Regions from separate parts of the Urocitellus parryii genome. Here region 2 is linked to region 1. A link is a contact called in public Hi-C data. All regions are on one chromosome and are shown on one strand. The core of a region is the stretch at or near the end of the contact, and the rest is flanking DNA. Distances in the headings are between cores, read along the strand shown.

What was found. Hi-C and Micro-C count contacts between places; a contact is called where the count stands out from the background.
Region 2: a Hi-C map of liver shows a contact between it and region 1, with 2.1 times the contacts expected there. The contact joins the promoter of Cab39 here to the promoter of Sp100 in region 1. A contact is called at or near these places in 2 of 2 Hi-C or Micro-C datasets (liver and muscle).

Annotation. Positions count from the first base shown.
Region 1 is chr1:275,517,395-275,522,692 of mUroPar1.hap1, forward strand. It overlaps Sp100 (SP100 nuclear antigen), which reads left to right and starts at 2,405. Exons shown (of 30, transcript XM_077791098.1): 1 at 2,405-2,610. The coding sequence starts at 2,579. It overlaps LOC113188093 (a long non-coding RNA gene), which reads right to left and starts at 2,846. Exons shown (of 4, transcript XR_013342143.1): 1 at 2,811-2,846; 2 at 2,153-2,242; 3 at 1,387-1,470; 4 at 339-587.
Region 2 is chr1:275,712,951-275,718,248 of mUroPar1.hap1, forward strand. Cab39 (calcium binding protein 39) reads left to right here and starts at 2,119. Exons shown (of 9, transcript XM_026396238.2): 1 at 2,119-2,925.

The sequences.
Region 1 (5,298 bases), core at 1,155-3,654:
GATGGACCTCCCACCTTCTCCAGTGCTTCCCTTCCCTTCTTCACTCCTCAGAACCCCTCACCCTCAACCCGTTCCTCTTCTGCGATGGTCTCTGTCTCTTCCTATCCATCCCTTCCCCAGACATTCTCTTCTTCCATAGAAATAATCCTTTCCACCCCTAATCATCCCTCTTGCATCTTGCAAACTTTGCGGGTTGGAGTGACCAAAGCTCTACACCCCTTAGCCCAGTCGTTGAAGTTCTGTCAAGCAAAGGGCAGGGTGGGGAAGGAGTGAGGCTCAGTCTCACCACAGTCTTTATTATTTTTTTTATTATTGGTAATATTTATTTTTTAGTTGTAGTTGGACATAATACCTTTATTTGTTTATTTTTATGTGGTGCTGAGGATCGAACCCAGGGGCCTTGCATGTGTGAAGCAAGCGCTCTACCGCTGAGCCACAACCCCAGCCCCCTCACCACAGTCTTTAAAAGCCCAAATATTGCCACCGAGTACCACTAAGCCAGGGGGATGATTGCATCATGGTGACGTAGTTGTAAGGGGTTCTGATCCTCAGCCTCTTCACCCATGTGGGGCTCAGGTAGGAGAGAACTGGAGGGAGAGACACAGACCATGGGCTAAACATATTTAGGGGCAGGAGGCCCCCACATGCCATCCTTTTCCCCCACCTGAGTTCTAACCCAATTGAGAGATGGGCAAAAAGGAGGTCAACAAACCTCCTTCATTCCTGATGAAAGTGGAATTGGGGACTTGCTTAGGTGAGTGGTAATCAAGTGATTCCCCAAACGGAATCTCAGAATTGGCCTTATCTACACGGTCGCCAGCTGCTCCAGTCAACCACATGGCCCAGCCCCACGCTGGACCCTGTCCTGGTGCACCCAGCTTGGGGGTGTTAATAGAGCCCCAGTCTCTGCAGGTGGATGGCTATGGAGAGGCTCGACCAGGGGACACTCCCACCCACCAAGTCCTAGTTGAAGAATCTGCCCCAGAAGAAGGGAGGGGGCAGGTGTGTTGTGCTGATCCATGTGCTGCCTCCCAGAAGGAGACTCGGGAGGCCCCTGCACTCACTCTCCATGTGCCCACCCACAGGAGGGAGGCCCGACTCTCCAACCCTGGCTTCCAGGCTCCTGGAGCTTGAGCAGACGTAGAGACCTGACATGTTCACGTCAGCGCCCAGCTCTGCACTGGCTCTGGCCAGCCTACTACATGGGGATGGCCGGGGGATTCTCCAGGACAGGCTGGTGAAGTCTGTGCCAGAGCACACCCTGCCCCATAGAGACCGGACAGAGGACAGCTGTGCCCAATGAGGCTCAGCTGACCAGCCCCTCTGCCCCAGAGAGAAAGCGCATGCGGGGTGGCGGTGTATGTACCTGTCGGCACGAGTAGGTACCTGTAGGCACAGTGGCCCCGCCCACTGGAAAAGATGTCCTCATCAGTGCCTGGAATCCGCCCCATCCGTTTGGAGCTCACTCTTCTGAGGAAAGAAAGATAAGTGGATCAACGGTAGGAACCTCTGTCCTCCCCCCACAGTGTCAAGCACCCTTGCTCACCACCAGGAGTCGCGTTCGGTGGACCGTGGTGTGAAACTATCACTTTCGAGCTCTGGCCACTTCTGGCCTCTGAGTCCTCTGCCCTTTGCCCATCCCATCCTGGCCCTGGAGTCTGCACACCCTGGCTGCCGGCTGCATCCCTGACTGTGCCCCAGCCAAACAGGCATAACTGGGAGGCAGAGGTCCCCCCATTGGGTCCCCCTGCCCTTTCACTTCTAGACCCCCTGGGCTCCTTCCTCCATCCTCCTCCACTGAGAGGTCCAGTGACTTCTTTGATACCCAGTGTCTCTTCCTGAGCCCTTGCTGATGCAGAGCAGCTCCAGTCAAGGCACCTTACACCCTTGCACCTAAAATGTCAGTCCTAGCCCTAACCTGGCTCAGCATGTGGCCCCAGGGGCTTGGAGAGACCTCCCCTGCCTCTGGCTGATGCCTAGGAATGCCAAGGGTGTTCTGCCTCCTTTGTAAGGCTGAGCACGTCGGCTCTCTCCAGCTCTGGTCTGAATGTCAGGACCTTCCTGAGTTTAGTCCAGTCTCCCCCATTGGCCCGAGAGGTTTCCAGCTTTCCCTCCTGGAAGAAGCAGCTGCCATGGAGATGCTGGGACTCACTAAGTCGCTGGTTGTAAGGAACAGCCACAGACACAGGCGCAGGCAGAGGCAGGCTTAGTCAGACTGGACACAACTGATAAGGGCCATCATCTGGAGACAGACAGAGGGGACACCTGGGAGTGGCCCTGCTTGTCCCTGGGGCCCCCTTCCCTGCCTGCAGGCCTCCATCCTCCCGCTACACTTCAGGAGCGCCGGAGCCCGTGGGCCGAGGGAGGAGGGAGGACTAGCTTGGCAGTGGCCCATCAGAGGTCGAACAAATACTTTCACTTCTCTTTTCCCCAACGGGGCGGGGCGGAGCGCTGTTTGGTGAGTCAATCCCAGGGCCCACTTCCTGCTCAGGGTCGGGCAGCCACACTGGACACAGGCGGGGGAGACTGAGGGACAAGGGGTCACCCTCCCAGACCCAGGCAGGTCCAGGGCAGGAGGATGGCAGACGGGGCTGGCGACCCGAGCACCAGGTGAGTCTCTCTCCTCCCTTGGATTTCTGTCTCTGGCCGTGTGCTGCTTGAGTTCAGCTGGGGTCTAAGGGGGTACTGTGGCTCAGTCCCGCCCCACGGGAGCCAGGTCTGCACTAGATGAAGTAAGAGCTAGGAGAGAGGAAGAGGGGTTTTTTAAAGGAGCAGGACGGCTGTCGGCTGTCGATGTGAGTTCAGCTCACCACTCAGGAGTGTCTTGTTTTGCAGTTGCTGCTCAGGGGCGGACTCTGTCCCTCCCAGCAGGGATTGGCCATTTCCCATGACCTCTGAATGCTCCCAGTCCTCCCCCACCTCCCTCCACCTTTCACAGGTCACTTCAGAGAGGGTAGGTGGGGCAACACCAGCTCCAGGGTAAACATCTGGCACCTTTTCCAGCAAGCCTGGGGTGCTATGGTCCAGCACCTGCAGGGGACTAGCTTTGTCAGATCGGGGCTGTCCCTGTGCTGACGCTGACGGGGTCTGAGCTCTTTCTCTGTTTATCCTGATCAAAGGGAAAAAAAAGAGAGAAAGGGCCCATGAGGAGAAAAGCTAGTGCAGGCCGAGTTTTATTTTCACTTTGATTTTCTGTTCCTGGGTAGGTCATACCTCTGACAAGAAAAACAATAGAAATTCTATCTTTTCCTCTGTAGTGGGCTCAAAAATAACAAGACTTGATTTTTTTTATGTCTACAAAAGGAATACACTCTACAACCTTGCTCATAAAATTTCAAACAGCATAGAGGTCTACAATGGGAAAAAATTCCCTTCTCACTCACTTTCAGCTTCCGGTCCCAGGTCTGTGAGAAGTCTGGTCTCGTCTTCTCTTTTCTGTGCATTTGTCTAGATAACTTGTTATCATAAATGCATTTTATAATAAATGAGATGATACTGTACATTTTTTCAGCATTTTATATTGCCACTTATTTTAAAAGTGGAAATCTTAGAGATCTTTTCACCTTAATACATGTACATGAACTTTGTTTTTTAAAGCAGCTTTATGCTATTCCATGAGATTGATATAGGTACCATAATATTTAAACCATCCCCTTCTGATGGATATTTAGGTTATTTCCATTGTTCACTTTTACTAAGAGTCTGTGATAATGATTATATACTTTATGTTGGAATTCTACATCATTGTATCAAAACACAAGAAAGTGGAATCACTGAGGCAAAGGGAATCAATGTGTACTTGTTTATAGGCTCAGCTAAATTGCCTTTGTAAGAGGCTGAATATGAATGTATTCTCTTATCAACAGCAGATGAGACGAGCCACCTCCCCACACCCAGCCAGACTTTGTCAAAGTGACAGATGAGGAGGTGCACGTGGTTTTCATCTGTATTTTTCTGATTAGGTAGGAGGTGGCTCGGTCTCTCCCGTTTGTTGGCTGTTAGATTCCCTCTCCTCTTTCAGGTTCATTTTCTTTCCAGTTTTATTTGGGTGTCTGTCCTTTGTTTCATGATATGGGAGATTTCGCTGGATATCCTGGAGAAGTATAAATGTAGCTTCCTTGTCCTAACTTTGTGTGAGGTGGCTTTCGTCTTACGAAAACTTACATTTTAAGGTGCAACCTACGATGGCATTGATTTCATAAGATATAAATAAAGTGGTGTGGGAAGTTACTGATGGATTGATTCCATGAGCACTCCCAGTGTTTAATGATGGCTCTTGCGTTCTTTTTTGGCTGCATATTCGAGCCTACTTTTAGGGGCAAAAGAAAATAAAAAGGGAAAGTTCCTTTTCAAACATTTTTGACAATTTTTTTTCCTTTTCAATTTTATGCAAAATTATATTCCACTGGAGTAACTCCAGCCTTCTCAGCCCAAAGGCTGCTGGATACTTTCCCCTCTCTGATTCTTTCACTTCATGTTTCTAGTGATCACCTTCAGCTTTTCCTCCAGGACAATCACTCAATTTTCAGTAGGTTTATTTCTTGTAATTTATAATTTTAAAAAAACCAAACAAACTGTGTGTGTGTGTGTGTGTGTGTGTGTGTGTGTGTGTGTTTGGAGAGGATCTTAGTTTTTTCCCATAGCACTACAAGCCGCACTTTTAGCTGGGTCCTTTAAATCCATCACCCCTCGTCAGGACGCTGCTTGGCTTGGGGTTTTGTGGGGTGTCAAGCCCTTGGGGGGATGCTCTCCTGGTCTTCTGAGTCATTCTTCCAGACTGATTCTGCCTGAATCTCGCATTCTGCGCTCGTTCATTTTTCGGGTGCTGGCTGTGGTTTGGTAGGCCGTCTCGATGATATCTGCCCCAAGATGCTCACCCAAATGTCGTGCTTGCTCAGATAGAATTGGATTGGATAATTTTTTCACATTTCCTGTCTTATCTGAGACTGCATTGTTTCCCATCTGAGCTACAGTATGAAGTTTCTGTTTTGATTCTCACCTGTTTTTCTGAGGACGCCATCAAGTGATCGCCAGGTAGACAGGAGGGTGGTTATGGTTTGGCTATGAGGTGTCCGCCCAAAACTAACTGTTAATGCAGGAATATTCAGAGATGAAGTGATTAGATTGTGAGACCTTTAACCCAATGCATCCACCCTGGTTCAAATGGACTGATGTGTGAAAACCATGGCAGGTGGGGTGTGGCCGAGGGAGGTGGGTCCCTGGGGGTGCAGCCTGGATGGGCTGGTCTTCCTGTGCTCCCTTTCCCGGTGAGGTCGGCTGTCCATGCACTGCGACTCT
Region 2 (5,298 bases), core at 869-3,368, 200 kb after region 1:
CCAGTGACCCATCACTAACACCAACCACTCAAACTATTAGCCTCCCTAAAAAGTGTGCCCTAGTCTTCCAATAGATACTCTTGGGTCCCCCACTGCAACTCTGGCTCTTCCTCAGGATCCTTTGGTGGTTCCTTTTCATTATTTTACCTCTTGATATGGGGGGGTGTAGGTCAGTCTTTGACCTTGCCCTCTGTTAACACTAGTTTCCTCACCATCTCATGGAGTCCTGAGGTTTAACTTACTCTGAGGACTCCCAAAATTACATCTCCAGCCTAGGCCTCTCCCCAGAACTCCAGACTTCTAGATCCAAATTCCTCCTTGTTCATCAGGTAACTTAATACCCCACCAAACGAACCTGGTTTTCCTCCCTTCTGCTCTGCCGCAGTCTGGCTGGGCACAAATAAGGGAGCCACCACAAAGCCTTGTAGGTTCAAACAGCAACTCTTTATTCCCAAACTCTCACCACACACACTTCCCGGGAATACACTCCCTCCACCTGGCTCTCTTCGCCAATTCTCCAGGAACCCCACCAACTCAACGGGAACTCCAAAGTAGGGGTCACCCCCCCCAAGGCAGCAGGATCCGCCCTAATCCCAGAGCCGCCCTATTCCCCAGCAGGGTCACCTTTCAACCAGTCCCTATAGCAAAATGCCCGGTGTCGTTCTGACTAAACTGTGGCTCTCAATGCGGCTCCGTCTGTAGACCAGTCTTCCCCATATCACCAAATTGTCTTACTTGAGAAAAATAAAAATAGAAATCAGCAAAATCCTGGCAGGTCTCCCTCTGAAGTATGTCTAGAACTCACCACCACTTTATTTCTTTACCTCACCACTGCTACCACTCTGGGCACTCTTCTGGGTGATGGGTCTGTGAGCTAAGAGTCCCGGCTTTTCAGAGAAACAGTGAACAAAGCCACGCGTAGACCATTGGACAGTGTGAATTGCTACGGAGAAAAGCATCCCTGGGTGGGGAGGGAGACATCCCTGTCTTCTCTCTCCCTCTCCCTTTTTCCTTCTCTTTCTCCTGGTCCTAGGAATCAAAGGGGGGGGTCCTCCTGCCTGCCTGGCAGGTGCTCTACTCCTGAGCTACGCCCCCTCCCCTCCCCTCCCCCACCAGCTAGCCATCTAGATTATCTCAGTGTCCTCTAACTAGTGTCCCTGCTGAAACCCTCAGGCCTTTCAGTCTTGTCTTCACACCACAGTGACCCTTCTAAAATGTCATACCAAGTCCCTTCTCTGCTCAACACCTCCACATGGCTTCCTGTCTCCTGTAAATACCACAGTCCGCACTTGGGTCAACAGGGCCCACTCTCTCCCCCTCTCCTAACTTCCTGCCATCCCTTGGCTCAGCAGCACGTGCCCTCCTCAGGCCCTGGGTCCTCCTGCTCCTGCTCAGGGGCCTTCAGGCCCTTGCTGTCTTTATGGAGCTAGCTGCACAACAGCAGCCCCTCCTCACCCAGGGCTGTTCCTCCCCAGCAATTCACACTGTTCAATGGTCTACGTGTTGCTTTGTGTACTGTTTCTCCTCAAAGCCGGGACTCTTTAGCTCACAGACCCACCACCTAGAATAGTGCCCAGTACACATCAGGCACTCGCAAATCTTCTTTGATTACAAGTTAAAAATACAGAAACAAATACACATAAATCTTTTTTTTTTTTTTTAACTACCAGACTCTGTCATCAGTCTTTTGTAAAACAGTATCCTATTTATCGGCGTGAACCTATGGCAGGTACTACTATTATTACACTTTTGTCTTTCTTTTTCTTTCTTTCTTTTTTTTTTTTTTGTACCATGAGGAAACAGCCATTCACAGCGGCTAAGGAGGCTGAGCCACGAGGATCACAAGTTCGAGGCCAGTCTCAGAAACTTAGCGAAATCCTAAAATATAAAAAAGGGTTGGGGGCTGGGGATGTGGCTCAAGCCGTAGCGCGCTCGCCTGGCATGGGTGCGGCCCAGGTTCGATTCTCAGCACCACATACCAACAAAGATGTTGTGTCCGCCGAGAACTAAAAAATAAATAAATATTAAAAAAAAAAAAGAAAACCTCTACTTTAAAAAAAAAATAAATAAAAATAAAAATAAAAAAGGGTTGGGATGTAGTTCAGTGGTAAAACATCCTTAGGTTCGTGGTGGAACTGGGTTTAAATCCAGGCTGAATCCTACATCCTACCACTTTCTATACTGTTAGGGATGCTAAAATGAAGTCATCCGTTTCTTACAAGCAAAAAAGAAGCTGTGCACTAAGTCGGCTCCAGGCCTTTCACAGAATTAAAGCTTTAAGAGTCGAGGAAGTGTCGCTGAAGGTAGGCGTGTAGTCCTCCAGGAAGAGTGCTAAGACGCTGGGCAGGAGCTGAGCACCAGCCAGTAAGGGGCAGAAGGAAGAGGAACTCGCTCTGGGCTTCTGCTTTTTTCTGCACGCCCTCTACTCGAGTCTCGCGCGATGTGGCTGTTCTGAGTCCGCCCGATCGCCCAGGGGCGCCAGAGGCAGAAGGGGGCGTTGCGGCGCTACCCGACGTCGCGCCCTCGGCGGCTGCGCAGTGCGCACGTCAAAGCCGGGCTCTGGCCGGGAGCGGGGCGCGGAGCGCCGGGAGCGGCGCGGCCTGAGAGACTGAGCTTTCAGGAGCTGGGCGGAGGCGAAGGCAAAGGCGGCGTCGATCCCCTCAGCAGCAGCCGCATCCCGAGCGAGCGCAGCAGCGCGGCGGCCACCGCGAGAACCTCTGGGCCGCCGTCCGCCCGCGCAGTCGCCGCCGCCGCCGCGGGAGCCCGTCGCCGGGAGTAGCAGCGGGCGGAAGACAACGGAGGGGCCGAGCGCCCGAGCCGCGCCGCGGGGACCGAGCGAGCAGCCCGAGGCGGCGGCGGCGGCCGAGGACGGGGACGGCGACGACGCGGAGGCGGAGAGGGAGCCACCCGGCCCGGCCGAGCCCCGTGAGTGACCCCAGGCCAGGCCCTTCTCGGCGCTGACGCCGGGCCCGGCCGCCTCCATTTTCTCGGGTGGCGGCAGCGGCGGGAGCGGCCGGGCCCGGCCCTTCTCGGAGCCTTCCCGCTGCCCTCGCCGGCGCCGGGCACCCGGAGCCTCGGCCGGGCTCCGGGAGCCGCGGGTCCGCTGCCGTCACCTCGGCCGCCCTCCTGCGGGCTGGCGGCGTGGGGCGACCGCGGCCAGTGTCGGGAGGGCAGGGAAGTGCGGACCGGGCCAACTGTCACTCCCACTGCGCCCGGCTCCGGCCCCGCGGTCCGGCCCCGCGCAGGTTTCTGTTCCCGGGAGCAGATGGCATCTTTGTGGCCGTATTTCGGGAAAATGCCTAACTGATTGCTGGTTAGGAATCGTGCGGTGGACGCGTTCCTGAGTTCGGTTGAAGCCACCCGAGCGCTGACTGCGAGCGGGCGCCGTAGTCGGTCCCAGCCCGAGGGACTCGGAGGTGAACCGGGTCCCGCGCCGCCTCCCCCGAGGAGCTTACGCTCTGGTGTGGGAGATAAGAGCAGTCCACAAATAACCACGATACCAGGAAGGAGGCGATAAGTCCTGTGAAAGGACCAGACTCGGGGCTAGAAAGGTGCCCGGGGAAGACCGCACCGGCCGATCGCTTCCGCCTTAGCATAAATTAGGAGGGCTTCCTGGGCGAGGCGGCGCCCAACACGGTCCTGAGGGCCTGGGAGGGATTTGGAGGCGGTTGGGGAGGGTTGCCGAAGAGATGTATGTGCAGGGCCAGCAAAGCTAGAGGACAAAGGTACAAAGGCGTAGTTTTAGAAATCGTAGATAATTCGAGTTTGTTGTGTTGAGGTGGGGTGGGGTGGGGCGGGCTAAAGAGGTATTTTGGGGGCAAATCCTTGAATGCTGTGGAGTTGCTGTTAGAGCGACGTTCTAAGGGAAACTTAGAGCTCATTTCTCAGTGACTCATGAGCCCGGAAATGTAGGCTAGGGCATATTAAAGGCGCTCTTGTGAAAGAAAGGAGTGGAGGAGGCCCAGGCAGGAGTTGACATTCTGTCCATTGAATATAATGCAATTTGAGATCGATTTTTGACAGCTTCCCGGATGGATATTTAAGTAAATCCGCATCCAGGCCAAGCACAGTACCTCTTAGTCTCTTAAGAGGTAATGGAAAGATGTCTGTTAAAATAAGCTCATCTGCACAATAGGTGATTTTGTTGTCGAGTTCCCTAAAATGCATCAAAACTCCTTGCACTGTATAATAGGTGTCTACAGTGAGCTAAACCTGAATTGCTTCTTTAAGAGGGCATTTGTGAAAAGTCAGTGTTAACCAATGTTGTGGGATTGAAAGTTAAACATAGACCTTTTTCTAGAAAGGTAAAAATTTCTCTGTTTTTAGTTATGAAAAAACTTTATAGTATAGGAGAGCCAGAGTGATTTTTTTTTTTTTAGCTCTGTTTTAAGGGGTTTTTTTTTGGGGGGGGGTGGTTAATTACTGGCAAATAATTAGCTGTCTTTGAAGTCTGTAATATAGAAGTAGCTTCTAGGTTTTGTAAGCACTTATTTGTGTGTGTGACAAATAAATGCCAACTTTTTCAGTTTTAAAATTTTGCTTATCAAAGTAAAACATGATCTTTGTAAAAAGTTTGTGAAATGCAGAAATACTTAATTTAAAAAAAATCTTCTTAATTTTACCACTTAAATCTGGCTACTGTAAACTTTTTTGCTTATTTTCTTTCCAGTCTTTTTCTTTGTACAAAGGAGTATATTGTGTATTTATGCACCTATGTTTTATTAAATATTCCTTTGTCAGTAAAATTTTCATAAATATTTTTTAAAGATTTTTTTTCCAAAAAAACAAGGGAAGTGTTTTTAAATTTTCTCTTTCCTGACAAGGTTCTATCATGAAATGCAGTAGTCATGCTATGTAACTGCTACTGTGAACTGAACTTTTTCTAAAGGCTTCTTGTTTGAAGTATGTTTATTAACATCTCTTTAATTTTTGGATCCTATTGCTTACTGAATAAACTTTGGGAGGCATGTGATTATGAAGTATGGAAGAGATTGTGCAGGTCTTTGCCATATGAGCAGATGTACTTCTAGAAGGGTACTATGGAAAGATGACTCTCAAGGCTGGTACACTGTCTCCCATACACTGTGGTGCAGTGACTCTTTTCATCTCCACTCATTCCTCTGAGACAGTCTCTATAGGTTAACACTTTTTGATAATGACACCACAAAGACCGGACTAGATGCATTTTTTTTCTATTGGCATTTCTTTAATAAAATGCCAATTTTATTAAAGAATTTGTTATGAAATGAATTTCTATAGTTACACAGCTTTTTTTTTTTTTTTTTTTTAAGGCCAGCT